Regions from separate parts of the Sus scrofa genome. Here region 1 is linked to region 2. Evidence: chromatin contacts called from public Hi-C data. All regions are on one chromosome and are shown on one strand. The core of a region is the stretch at or near the end of the contact, and the rest is flanking DNA. Distances in the headings are between cores, read along the strand shown.

Region 1 (6,210 bases), core at 2,634-5,133, 640 kb after region 2:
TTTTTTCCTTATTAATTTACCACAACCACCATCAAGGGTCCCCGTTTCTGTCTGGGAAGAGAGGCTGGCAGGGCCAGGGATCAAAAAGCTGCTGGAAAACCCTAAGAAATTATGGAACCCTCATAAAAGAATCAAAGGACAATGATTTTCAAACCACTTGAAAAACTCAAGAGTCCATTCTGGTCATGTTACTGTGTTTCTTGCAATGCATTAACAACTGTAATGAAGCACGCAGCAGTTGTGTTTTCTGTGAAATTCCAGGCTCTGAAATGACATGATTCACAAGATCTTTCAGAATAGCCTGGGCTTTAGCATGAAAATAAGGTCCATGATAATATTTTAACTAAGAACCTGGGCAAGGAATTTTTTTTTTTAAACTGAAGTATAGTTGATTTACAATGTTGTGTTAATTTCAGATGTAGTGCAAAGTGATTCAATTATATGTATATACTTATATACATTCTTCTTCAAATTCTTTTCTATTATAGGTTATTACAAGATATTGAATAGAATTCCTTGTGTGCTATACAGTGTTTATTCATTTTATACCTAGCGGTTTGTATTTGCTAACCCCAAACGCCTAATTTACCCATCACCCCCAACCCGGGTAGGCAATTCTTTAATTGAATTTCAAACAAATGAATGTCTAGAATAGAAAATAAAATGTATTGCTTCTTAAACACACTTATACTAATCTTCTACTGGATCTACACAAATTGTCAATATTGACCATGTAGTTTCTGCATCTACCCCAGACGCAATGATAATAACTCTAATAATGATTGAAGAGAGAAAAGAGGTTTCCGTCATTTGCCTAAGGACTGCAACTTAAAAGGGAATGGCAAGGAAAGCACCAAATCTTGAAAAACAAACAAACCAAAAAACCCTCTTTCTTTCAATTTATCCACCAGGCATTTGAGCATAGGTGGTATTTTATTAGTGTTTTGAAATATTGCCTGTGACGCAAAGAAGGCTGGAAGATGCCACATCCATTCATATATTTTTCTAGAATTCTTATTGCTTCTAATTGTGGTGAACCAACCTCATTCTACCAGTCATGATTGCTTACAATGACTTGTCAGCCTTTCCATTTCCTGGTCACTTAAGTAAAGTGTACCCATCTATTTACTTACCTCCAATATTGCCAAAAACTACAGTGAGGAAAAACATTATCCAAGCCATCATATATTGAACTGTTATTATAAAATATTTGGCATTTATGTATAAATCGTTCCAGGCATAGAACTAAGTGCATATATTAAAACTTCTGAAATCCTTCTTCCAGAAAATGCTATCATTAAGTAGCCTTGTAAAGTCATTTTGTCATAATTGCATAATGTAATATAATTACTTTGCTGGTGTGTATGTGCACACATTCACACACACACAGACATGGACATACACACACACCAGCCATTCTATAAATTTCTGAAAGGCAGTGGCTATTCAATAAATTTTGGTAAAAAGGAATAGACATATTCATACCTATATGGTAACTTTGACCTTGACCAACTTAACCTTCCAATGGTCGTGACCATGCGTTATTCTTTTTAGAAGATATCAGTGTTGTTAGCAGAGCCCCTTGCATATACTAAGTACCCAATAAATAGCAGCTAAATACAGGATAAAATGAATACTGCCATTTTCTTTTTCAATCCCTAAGGGCCTGGCACAACTTCCAATAAATTCTAGGTTGTTTTCAGATGAAAAAACAGCAAAATGCTCTTATATCCAGGTTCTCATTTAACCCTGATGCAACCCCACAAAATGGTCGTGTTCACACTTTAAGATGAGAAAATTAAGCATAGAGAAGTTAAATGACTTGCTGAGGATCATTGAGAAATAAGTCATCTTGCCAGGCATCAAATCAAATCTTGATCTCTTTACACCATCAATTTTCTGTGTAGCATTGACAAATCCAAAGCCTGTCTCTCATTTACAAGTGGGGCTGCTTGGGAGACCTTCTTGAAGGTGGGGCATTTAATGGACAAGTTGTACTATCATCATTTTAGGTCAGCAGTCATGGCATCTACACCCACAAAACTGCCTCCTTTTCTCTTTATAAACTTAAAGGCTGAGTATTTCCCTTGTGAAAAATTCCCATACCTCATAAATAAATAAATATCCCATAAACTATGTTGCATATGATCTCAAGTTTAGATTCTTGGCTTTGCTGTCTGTTTGAATCTTAGGCTATCGTCGAACTCAAAGAACCTCCGAAGTCCCCACATATTTCAAGTTACACCTTTACCCTTCCCGTCTTGTGTGGAGTTTGAAATTCCAACTTGTTCCATTGAAATCTTCAATAAATGATCAATTATGCTATCAAATTCAGGCTGCCAGACACTTACGTACTCTTTCTTATATTTTTTTTTTATTATTTTCCCACTGTACAGCAAGGGGGTCAGGTCATCCTTAGATGTATGTATACATTGCAGTTACAGTTTTTTCCCCCACCCTTTCTTCTGTTGCGACATGAGTATCTAGACATAGTTCTCAATGCTATTCAGCAGGATCTCCTTATAAATCTATTCTAGGTTGTGTCTGATAAGCCCAAGCTCCCGATCCCTCCCACCCCCTCCCCCTCCCCCTCCCATCAGGCAACCACAAGTCTCTTCTCCAAGTCCATGATTTTCTTTTCTGAGGAGATGTTCATTTGTGCTGGATATTAGATTCCAGTTATAAGTGATATCATATGGTATTTGTCTTTGTCTTTGTCTTTCTGGCTCATTTCACTCAGTATGAGATTCTCTAGTTCCATCCATGTTGCTGCAAATGGCATTATGTCATCCTTTTTTATGGCTGAGTAGTATTCCATTGTGTATATATACCACCTCTTCCGAATCCAATCATCTGTCGATGGACATTTGGATTGTTTCCATGTCCTGGCTATTGTGAATAGTGCTGCAATGAACATGCGGGTGCATGTGTCTCTTTTAAGTAGAGCTTTGTCTGGATAGATGCCCAAGAGTGGTATTGCAGGGTCATATGGAAGTTCTATGTATAGATTTCTAAGGTATCTCCAAACTGTTCTCCATAGTGGCTGTACCAGTTTACATTCCCACCAGCAGTGCAGGAGGGTTCCCTTTTCTCCACAGCCCCTCCAGCACTTGTTATTTGTGGATTTATTAATGATGGCCATTCTGACTGGTGTGAGGTGGTATCTCATGGTAGTTTTGATTTGCATTTCTCTTATAATCAGCGATGTTGAGCATTTTTTCCTCTTTCTTATTTTATTTATTTATTTTCCCCATCATTTCCTTTAAAAACAAATCAAGTTGGATTAGCAAGAGGATTCTTCTTCCCTTTGGGTTTTGGTGTTTCATTTTGTATTGCCTTTTTTTTTTTTTTTTTTTTGATACAAAGTTTCAGTGTCCGTTCTGTAGAGATTTAGATGAAAAGCCATGCGTTTACAAAATGACAACCCATAGTCCCAAAGCTACAATGAACAAGACACTTTTGGAGAAGAAGATGGAGAAGAGCTTGGTAAAGTGAAGAATGCATGTTTTGAGGGGTCTGGAGACCCAGGTTTAAGGCCATGCCAAATCCCCTAGCCAGGCTCCATCTTAGTTCCTTTACAAAGTCTGGGCATGATAACAGCCGTTCCTTTGAGCAGCTTTGAGGCTCCTAAGAGGGTGATTAGGAGCACAAATTAAACTACGGATTTAATTGCCAAGTAGCATTATTATTGACCCAAACATAAAAATAGGTCTTTATCCATCATCAAAGAAAAAACCCAATGTTCTGTGTTCTGCTCTGTCCCACTGTGGCTGGGGAAAGAGGCTCTTTGTCCCTTTAAGAGCTCTCAGACACATCTCCAATCACATCCTAAAAGCCTTCCTGGTTGTGCCGCTTAGGTGCATCCGGTAGCACAGCCGTGTTCCGATCTTCCTGGCAGATGTCATAATTTACTGTCACCCTCATGCAGGAATGTGGTGCAAGGGGCCCCCTCTCTGGCTCTGTGATCCATTGCCTGACAAGTCCCAGTGTCAACCTTCACCAGGCCCAGCGGACGTGGAACACCATTTACCTGATAGGGCTGGTGATAAAGTGGGCAATTAGATGCACTTGGAAAATCCTGGCTGGAAACTGGCTGGCATTTGAGAAACATTACAGCTGAGTCGGGCTTCATAAAAGTTAAAGGGGGAAAATTAAGTCTTTCACAATCTACCTTGGTCTCTAAGGAAGTCAGGAGCCCAGAGCCCTATAGCTTTATCTTTTTTTGTGTCTCCCCAACCTTTTCACTCTATTTCCCCCAGACAGGAGACAAGGTAATATATTCTCACTGGAGATGGGAATGCATGGGAGAGACTTGAGGGTTAATGTTTCAAGTTTTTGATCTCAGAGCCGTGTGTGTTATTTCCTGAGCCCTCCATTCTCCCTCTCTCTTTCTCTCTCTCTCATATACAGACACACACAGTCACAGTGCTGGGATTTAACTTGGCACATTAGCTTCCATTTGGCCTGGAGTTTCTCTAGTGTGGTGCCAGCTCGCAAGTGTGATTTACTCAACATGTCTTTGCGGGCCCCCTCTTCATGTTCTCCTCACTGGGGTGCATCAGCTTGTTACTGATTAATGAGTCTGGGAGGTGAGTGACAGTTATCTGAAGGGCTCCCCAAAGTTGGATTCAAGAGACTGGCCCATATCTCCTGCTGCATTAAAGGTAGTTAGATTTCCTGCTGATAAGAGCACATGGAAAATAACTGTGCTCGCCCCTACCCCCACCTCCAAGCTGCCAGGAGCCAATCTCTCTGTATCAGGTCTCTCTGCTGCCCTGTACCTTTGCCATTTCCCTTCAGGCTGATAAACATTTCACCAACGAGAAGTAGGAAGTACGTCGAGAGGCTGGTCCAACTTGGGGCCTCATTTGGACGTGGAGGCTTTCTGAAATTGAAAAGTCAGGACTGATCTGGAAAAATGTGCTTACAGACAGTGGAACAGGAAAACGATTTCCTCCCCAAGGCTGGTTCCGCCTCCTCTGCTGGGTGGAGAAGGTGGGAGGAAGGGACAGGGCGTTCTCCGTGCCATTGGAATTCCCCTTTAGAGTCGGAGAATATGAGCAAGCCTTTGGCTTTTATTGTGTGTGTGTGTATTCTATTTTTCACCTAAAATAATCAGCTTGCAGAGAGGAAACAGAGGTACCTCCAGGAGGTTTTTTCCATCTTTAAAAAATGATGGGCTGGTAGGCTTCTAGAGGATGCTGGTGGCTGGATGGTGGGGACCACTTAGGTTTGGTGCCTGATTATAAGGAGGACAAGGGACAGCCAAGGGCCACCGGGTGTGTCCTGGTGCCAGAACTGCTTCATTGACGTGAGAGAGGAAGAATGACTGGGTCTGCTCCCCAACATTTTGAGAGGATGTCTGGGATTCTGGGTCAAGAAAGTCACAATCCCTTTGATGAATAAACCGGCTGTTTTAGTTGTTGAAGGTTAGGGAGAGTAAGCAACAGGGAATAGCAAATGATGTAGGTAGCGTGATGTTGACGTGTTCTTCCCCCATGTGTACCATGGTCCCTCCTGTCTTCCTGTGATGCTGACAAAACAGACTCAAGTGACATTTTCCTTAGAATACCTTCTCCTGGGCTTGAAGCCTGCCTCACTTATTGTCTTTGAAGAGTACATTCGAATGAGCGGTTGACAAGATCATATTTAAAAAGGCAACTGATTATATATATATATATATATAAACATCTATATTTATAATCCCATATATATATCCATATATATATATGGATATACATCATTGTATCCATATATGTGGTAATTTCCCAAAGATCCAGGCCCTGTGGGGAGCATAACTTTCAAAGAGATGCACCTTTGTGGAGAGCCAGAGGTGCTCTACTTCTGTGCCATGAGACTTCCAGAGTTGCTATGGCAAATTGCAGGTATGACTTCAAGTCTTTACCCCTCCATCTAGCCTCCCCCTATGAAATCCCTCCCATCAGGAAATGGGGTCTATTTCCTTATCCCTTAAATTTGTCCCTGTGACTTGCCTGGACCAACAGTGGAGGTTATGCAGTGCTTGTTCTAAGCCCCGAGATGCCCTGTGTGCTTCCTCTCACTCACTCAATGCTCCTCTGTCACCACTAAGACAACATGCTTGAACACCTTGCTGGAGAGTGAGACTGGCCCAGAGCCAGGCCATCCATTTGTCCTAACTGAGGCCACCTTAAGCCAGTCAGCAGCTCACTGACCTCCAGAAATGTGAAT
Region 2 (5,558 bases), core at 583-3,082:
AAGAAAAGAAACTGTTCATCCTTGCCCCCCTTGCCCCCCACGCCCCCGCACCCAACCATATCCTCTTGACTGTCTTCTGAGTATCCCTCGAATCTGCCTTTTCCTTCTTACCTCAGGACCACCTTCTGCTGCCTCTTGTTTGGGCTCTTGTGGTTGCTTTAAACCTGTACACCTGGCCCTGGTCACTTCCACCCCCAGTCTCCCTCCGCCTGACCCGGGCTCCTCTCTGCTCTGAGTCCCCCTGCCTGCTGCCTCATCTGCTGACCAGGCCTGTTTCTGCCTTACCAGAGCACTCCCTGCTATTTGGGCCTCTTTCCCTGTGTGGGTGCGTTTTTCTTTCTCCATCACTAGCTACCCTTGCTTCCTGGGGATGCAGGTGAGACCTCATGCCCTCCTCCCTGGCCTCCCTCAGGCAGAGTTGTCCTTCAGCTACATCTGGTCCTGGGCATGCACGATGCACAGCCTCCAGCTGTGCTGACCTCCCTCTTTCAGGGTCTGGCCCAGGGTACACGTGAAACTCAGCAGGGAATGAATACGTACACGAATGAATGAATACATGAATGAATGAATACACGAATGAATGAATACATGAATGAATGAATACACGAATGAATACATGAATGAATGAATACATGAATGAATACATGAATGAATGAATGAATGTGAGGAAGCTCTGAACCTACCTGAGATATCTACATGGATGAGAAGTGTTAGCATTTTCACCTCCATTTTATACTTCATGTAAAATTAGAACAAGACACAGAGTTCCCATTGTGACTCAGCAGGTTAAGAACCTGACATAGTGTCCCTGAGGATGCAAGTTTGATCCCTGGCCTCGCTCAGTGGGTTAAGGAGCCAGCATTGCCTCAAGCTTCGGTGTAGGTAGCAGATGAGGCTCAGATCCTGTATTGCTGTGGCTGTGGCATAGGCCAGCAGCTGCATCTCCATTTCAAGCCCCTAGCCTGGGAACTTCCATGTGCCACAGGTGTGGCCCTAAAAAGACAAAAAAAAAAAAAAAAAAAAAAAAATTAGACAAGATATCCCACTGCTGAAGACTTGGTAATAGTTAAGTTTCGGCTTTGGAATTCTTTGGAAAGAGATAGGAAAAAATCACCAACTTGCTCAGTTGGCAGTGAGCTTGGGGTGAGGTAATCCTAGGATCCTTGAATTTGCTTTTTCCAAAATATGGAAAATGAGTGGTTGTCACTGGTGATGACATAGTTGTCGCCACTCCAGAATAAGGAGGGAGACAGTAGTTCTGTGACACATCAGTGTCCTGGGCTCACTCAGAATGACCTTGTCCCCAGAGCAGGCTTGGAGCCCCCAGTTTGCAGACAAGGCCTAGGTGTCCTGCCACTTGTTCGTTCCTGCCTTCCTTCCCTTCACCAATGGGCATTTACTGTGAGCCAGCTCTGCTCTGATTCCAAGGGTACAGGGGGACCGGTGTAGACCCTGTACCCAGGAGCTGACAGTATAACAGGGAACGCCCCTATGGAGCAGCCGCTCAGTGCAGGAATGACCACAGAATCATCTGTGCTGACCTGGAGGAGGGAGTGACAGACTGTTCAGAAAAGCTCCACAGAAATGGCCACGCCTCCACTAGGGTTCGAGGATCCGTGGGAGCCTTCTGAGCACAGAAGCATCCAGGTGCTTTGAAAGCACAGGGCAAAGAGCATGTGGGGGAGGGTGCTGGAAGCAGAGGAGGGCCTTGTCAGGGGCTTGAGGTCTGGGCATTCCATCTGTGTGGCAGACGTGGCTCTCATGGAGGCCTGAAGAACTCATCTAGGGCTCAGAGAAGTGGCTCTGATGTTCCAAGTGGGAGATGACGTGAGCTAGGGAACCAGAGAGGAGGCGTGTGCTTTGCTCTTGAAGAAGTGAAATCGACCAGGCGTGGTGACCGATGGTGGTGCGGGGGGGGGAGGGGGGGAGGGAGGAGTTGGGGTGACTCCCAGGTTTTTGACCGAAACCTCTGGGTGTAGCCAGGGGAGGAAGCTGGGATGGGCCCCAGCCCAGGGCATGGGATGCAGAGCTGTCTCTAGTAGCCCCTGGGCTGTGAGAGAGGTAACCTGGCCTGTGTGAAAGGAGCAGCTCAGGCCTGAGAACCCAGTGATGCTCACTCTGCTGTGCTGCTTTGCTTGGAAGAGCTGGAGAGTTGCTCTGGGAGAGAAATAGCCTAATTAAGGGGGAGTGGGAGGCGGGGCATGCTGCTGGCAGCAGTCAGAGGTGGTTTTCTTTCTTTCTTTCTTTTTTTTTTTTCCCACTTCTGTTTACTCATGGGAGAAAAGAAGCAAAGCTTTGAGGCAGGGAACTTTAGACAGGCAAAATACCTCTGATTAGTGTGGGAGTTGGAGAGAACTCTTGCTGGAGAACTCAGAAGGCTGGCTGCAGAGGGAGAGCCCCGGCATGGGGGAAGGGGCTCGGGGAGTCTGGCAGGAAGCCCAGGAAAGTCTGAGCACCAGAGTAAGATTCAGTGATTTATTAAAAAAAAAACAAAAACAACAACAAAAAATTTTAATAAGTCTGCTTGGAACCAACCAGACTACTTTGGGATCAAAATTACAAGCAATGAAAAAATGTCAAATTGGACCTTACTATTCAATTTTTTTTAGAAAGTTACTATTACGTAGTTCCAGTTCAAGTTGTTCAAACATCAATTTTTTTTTAATTTAAAAATATTATCATTGCTGATGATGAAGGGGGGAAACCCAGCAGAACATGTGTGAGGCATGTCTCCCCTCTTTAGAGGGGCTTTTGTTCCAGGATACCTGCAATCTCAACAGGCTTATGATAGAATTCAGAGGGTTGGTGAACTTGCATGGGAAAAAAGTTACATCTTTATTTTGATCAAGTTCTAATTATTTTTTTAACTTTTAAAAAATTAGGGGAGTTCACATTGTGGCACAGCAGAAAGTAATCTGACTAAGAACCATGGGGTTGTGGGTTCCATCCCTGGCCTCACTCAGTGGGTTAAGGATCCGGTGTTGCCCATGAGCTGTGATGTAGTTCACAGGTGCAGCTCGGATCTGGTGTTGCTGTGGCTGTGTCATGGGCTGGCAGCTGTAGCTCCGATTTGACCCCTAGCCTGGGAACCTCCATATGCTGCAGGTGTGGCCCTAAAAAGAAAAAAAAAAAATTAGGGCCACACTGGCGGCATATGAAAGTTCCTATGCTAGGGATCAAATCGGAGCTGTAGCCACTGGTCTATACCACAGCCACAGCAAAGCCAGATCCAAGCTGTATCTGTAGCCACTGGTCTATACCACAGCCACAGCAAAGCCAGATCCAAGCCGTATCTGTAGCCACTGGTCTATACCACAGCCACAGCAAAGCCAGATCCAAGCCGTATCTGCAAACTACACCAGAGCTTAGGGCAATGCTGGATCCTTAACCTGCAGAGCTAGGCAAGGGATCGAACGGGCATCCTCACACATACTAGTCAGGTTCTTAACCCCCTAGGCCACAATAGAAACTCCTAAATTTTGTTTTTATTATGAATGAAAAATGCAGAACACAATAAATTAGCAATATTTGTTACCATTAGAAATCACAACTCTTTTCATATAGTGTGATAGATATCTGAAAATGTAATTTATGCTTATCACTACTTTGGATTTATCGTAGTTTTTAGATTCACCACTATCTGAAGAGAGCCAGTGCTTTATTGAACAAGTCCATTCATTACTATGTGACAGATTTTTTTTAAAAATATGGATACCCATACTTCAGCATAATTGGTTTTCCTTTCGAATCCTATGCACTGTGTTTCCATGCATTTAAAAACATTATTACGAGCAGGTTTCATCAGCTTCACAACTGACCGAAGAGGTCCGTGGCACACGAGAGGTTAATAACCCCTGGCTAAGATCCTGTAGCTGTGGCATAAGACCTCCACCTGGTGGCAGCATACTCCTTAAAGGTTAACTCTATAATCAACATTTGTGAAGAAACTTAGAATAACAGTATATTTGAATATGGTTTTCAAAAATTTTTGACCACAACCCACAGTAAGGAATAGGCTTTATATTATAATCAGTATGCTCATTCATAACTTTCACAAAACAAGACTTGACCAAGGTATAACCATTGATATTTTTTCTCCCACTGCAATATTCTCTTCAACTCTATTTCCTTAAGACAAAATGCTGGCTACAACACACTGAACTGCAGTTCCGTGGGTCACACTGCACTGTTTGACGTTGTGGGAGGACCATTTTTCATTATTCTTTACAATTTATTACCCAGGGAAGTTCACTTTGGTCTCCCCTAAAACCCGCACATTTTCAGGGACATAACTTATACCTTAAATAACTGTCAACAAATATGAGTGTATTTTTACAAATATTTTAAAAATTGTTTATTGATATGTAGCATATGTGCAGGGGAATGAACTGGTCTTAAGTGTCTATCAAGACAGAATACTTTTATCACCACACAAAGCTCTCCCATCAGTTTCTCCATAGGTAAGCACTGTTCTGATTACTTTGACCATAGATTTAATTTTGCTTTTCTAGAACTTTATATCAGTGGAATCACAGAGGACGTACTTTAGCCTGGCTTTGCTCAGTGCAACGACGTTGAGATTAGTCTGTTTTGGGCTTGGTGAGGAGCATTCTGTGGCATGAATGTACCATGCTTTCTTTTTTTTTCTTTTTTTTTTTTTTTTTGGTCTTTTTAGGGTTGCACCGTGGCATATGGAGCTTCCCAGGATAGGGGTCCAATTGGAGCTGCAGCCACTGGCCTATACCACAGGCACAGTAATGTGGGATCCGAGCTGCATCTGCGACCTACACCACAGCTCACAGCAATGCCTGATCCTTAACCCACTGAGGGAGGCCAGGGATTGAACCTGCGTCCTCATGGATACTAGTCAGATTCACTTCCACTGAGCCACGACAGGAACACCTACCACACTTTCTTTAGTCTCCTGTAGAGAGACTGTGGGATTGTCTTCCATTTTGACTCTTGCAAATAAAACTTTCACATACCTTTGTATACATGTCTTTGTGCGCACATTTGTTTTACCTCTTGGGTAAATAAATACCTGAGGTGGAATTGCTGGCTTGGGTGGTAAATCCGTGTGTGTTTAACTATGGGAAACTGACAGACCATTTGCTGAGGTGGCTGAACCACTAGCAGTGTGTGTGTTTGGATTGCTCCCACCCTCATCTACATTTGGTGTGCATCAGTCTTTTTCACTGTAGTCGTTGTGGTAGGTGTGTAGTTAGCTGTGTCTCTCAGTGTTAATTTGCATTTGCTTGACGACTAATGATGTTGGACACTTTTTTCCACGTGCTTACTTGCCGATTATTTATCTTAATTGTGAAGTGTCTGTTCAAGCTTGGGTTGTTTCTTTAACATCAACTCGTAGGAGTGTTTTTCACACATTTTAGATTCTAGTCCTTTGTGTCAGACATAGGCATGTATGAATATTTTCTCCCAGTATGTGGCATGCATATCCATTTTATTAATGGTGTCTTTCGATGAGCAAATTTTTTTTTTTTCATGACCACACCCATGACATATGGAAGTTCCCAGGGATTGAATCTGAGCTGCAAGTG

Evidence for each region. A called contact is a pair of places that touch in the nucleus more often than the background predicts.
Region 1: a contact with region 2 is called in a Hi-C map of retroperitoneal adipose tissue, with 2.7 times the contacts expected there. The contact joins two enhancer-like sites. A contact is called at or near these places in 2 of 47 Hi-C or Micro-C datasets (mesenteric adipose tissue and retroperitoneal adipose tissue).

The regions. Positions count from the first base shown.
Region 1 is chr17:20,134,393-20,140,602 of Sscrofa11.1, forward strand. The region is part of intron 7 of LOC106506610 (a long non-coding RNA gene); the gene reads left to right. All of the region lies in intron 2 of LOC110257380 (a long non-coding RNA gene), which reads right to left. Among named protein-coding and RNA genes, the nearest start is that of TRNAC-ACA, 27 kb to the right of the region's middle. Within about 2 kb of position 3,884, at least 10 of the 83 cell types and tissues checked have an H3K27ac peak or open chromatin away from gene starts, as enhancers often do. A contact at or near this core is called in retroperitoneal adipose tissue, where this site is marked.
Region 2 is chr17:19,491,974-19,497,531 of Sscrofa11.1, forward strand. The region is part of intron 2 of SLX4IP (protein SLX4IP); the gene reads left to right. Among named protein-coding and RNA genes, the nearest start is that of SLX4IP, 130 kb to the left of the region's middle. Within about 2 kb of position 1,833, at least 27 of the 83 cell types and tissues checked have an H3K27ac peak or open chromatin away from gene starts, as enhancers often do. A contact at or near this core is called in retroperitoneal adipose tissue, where this site is marked.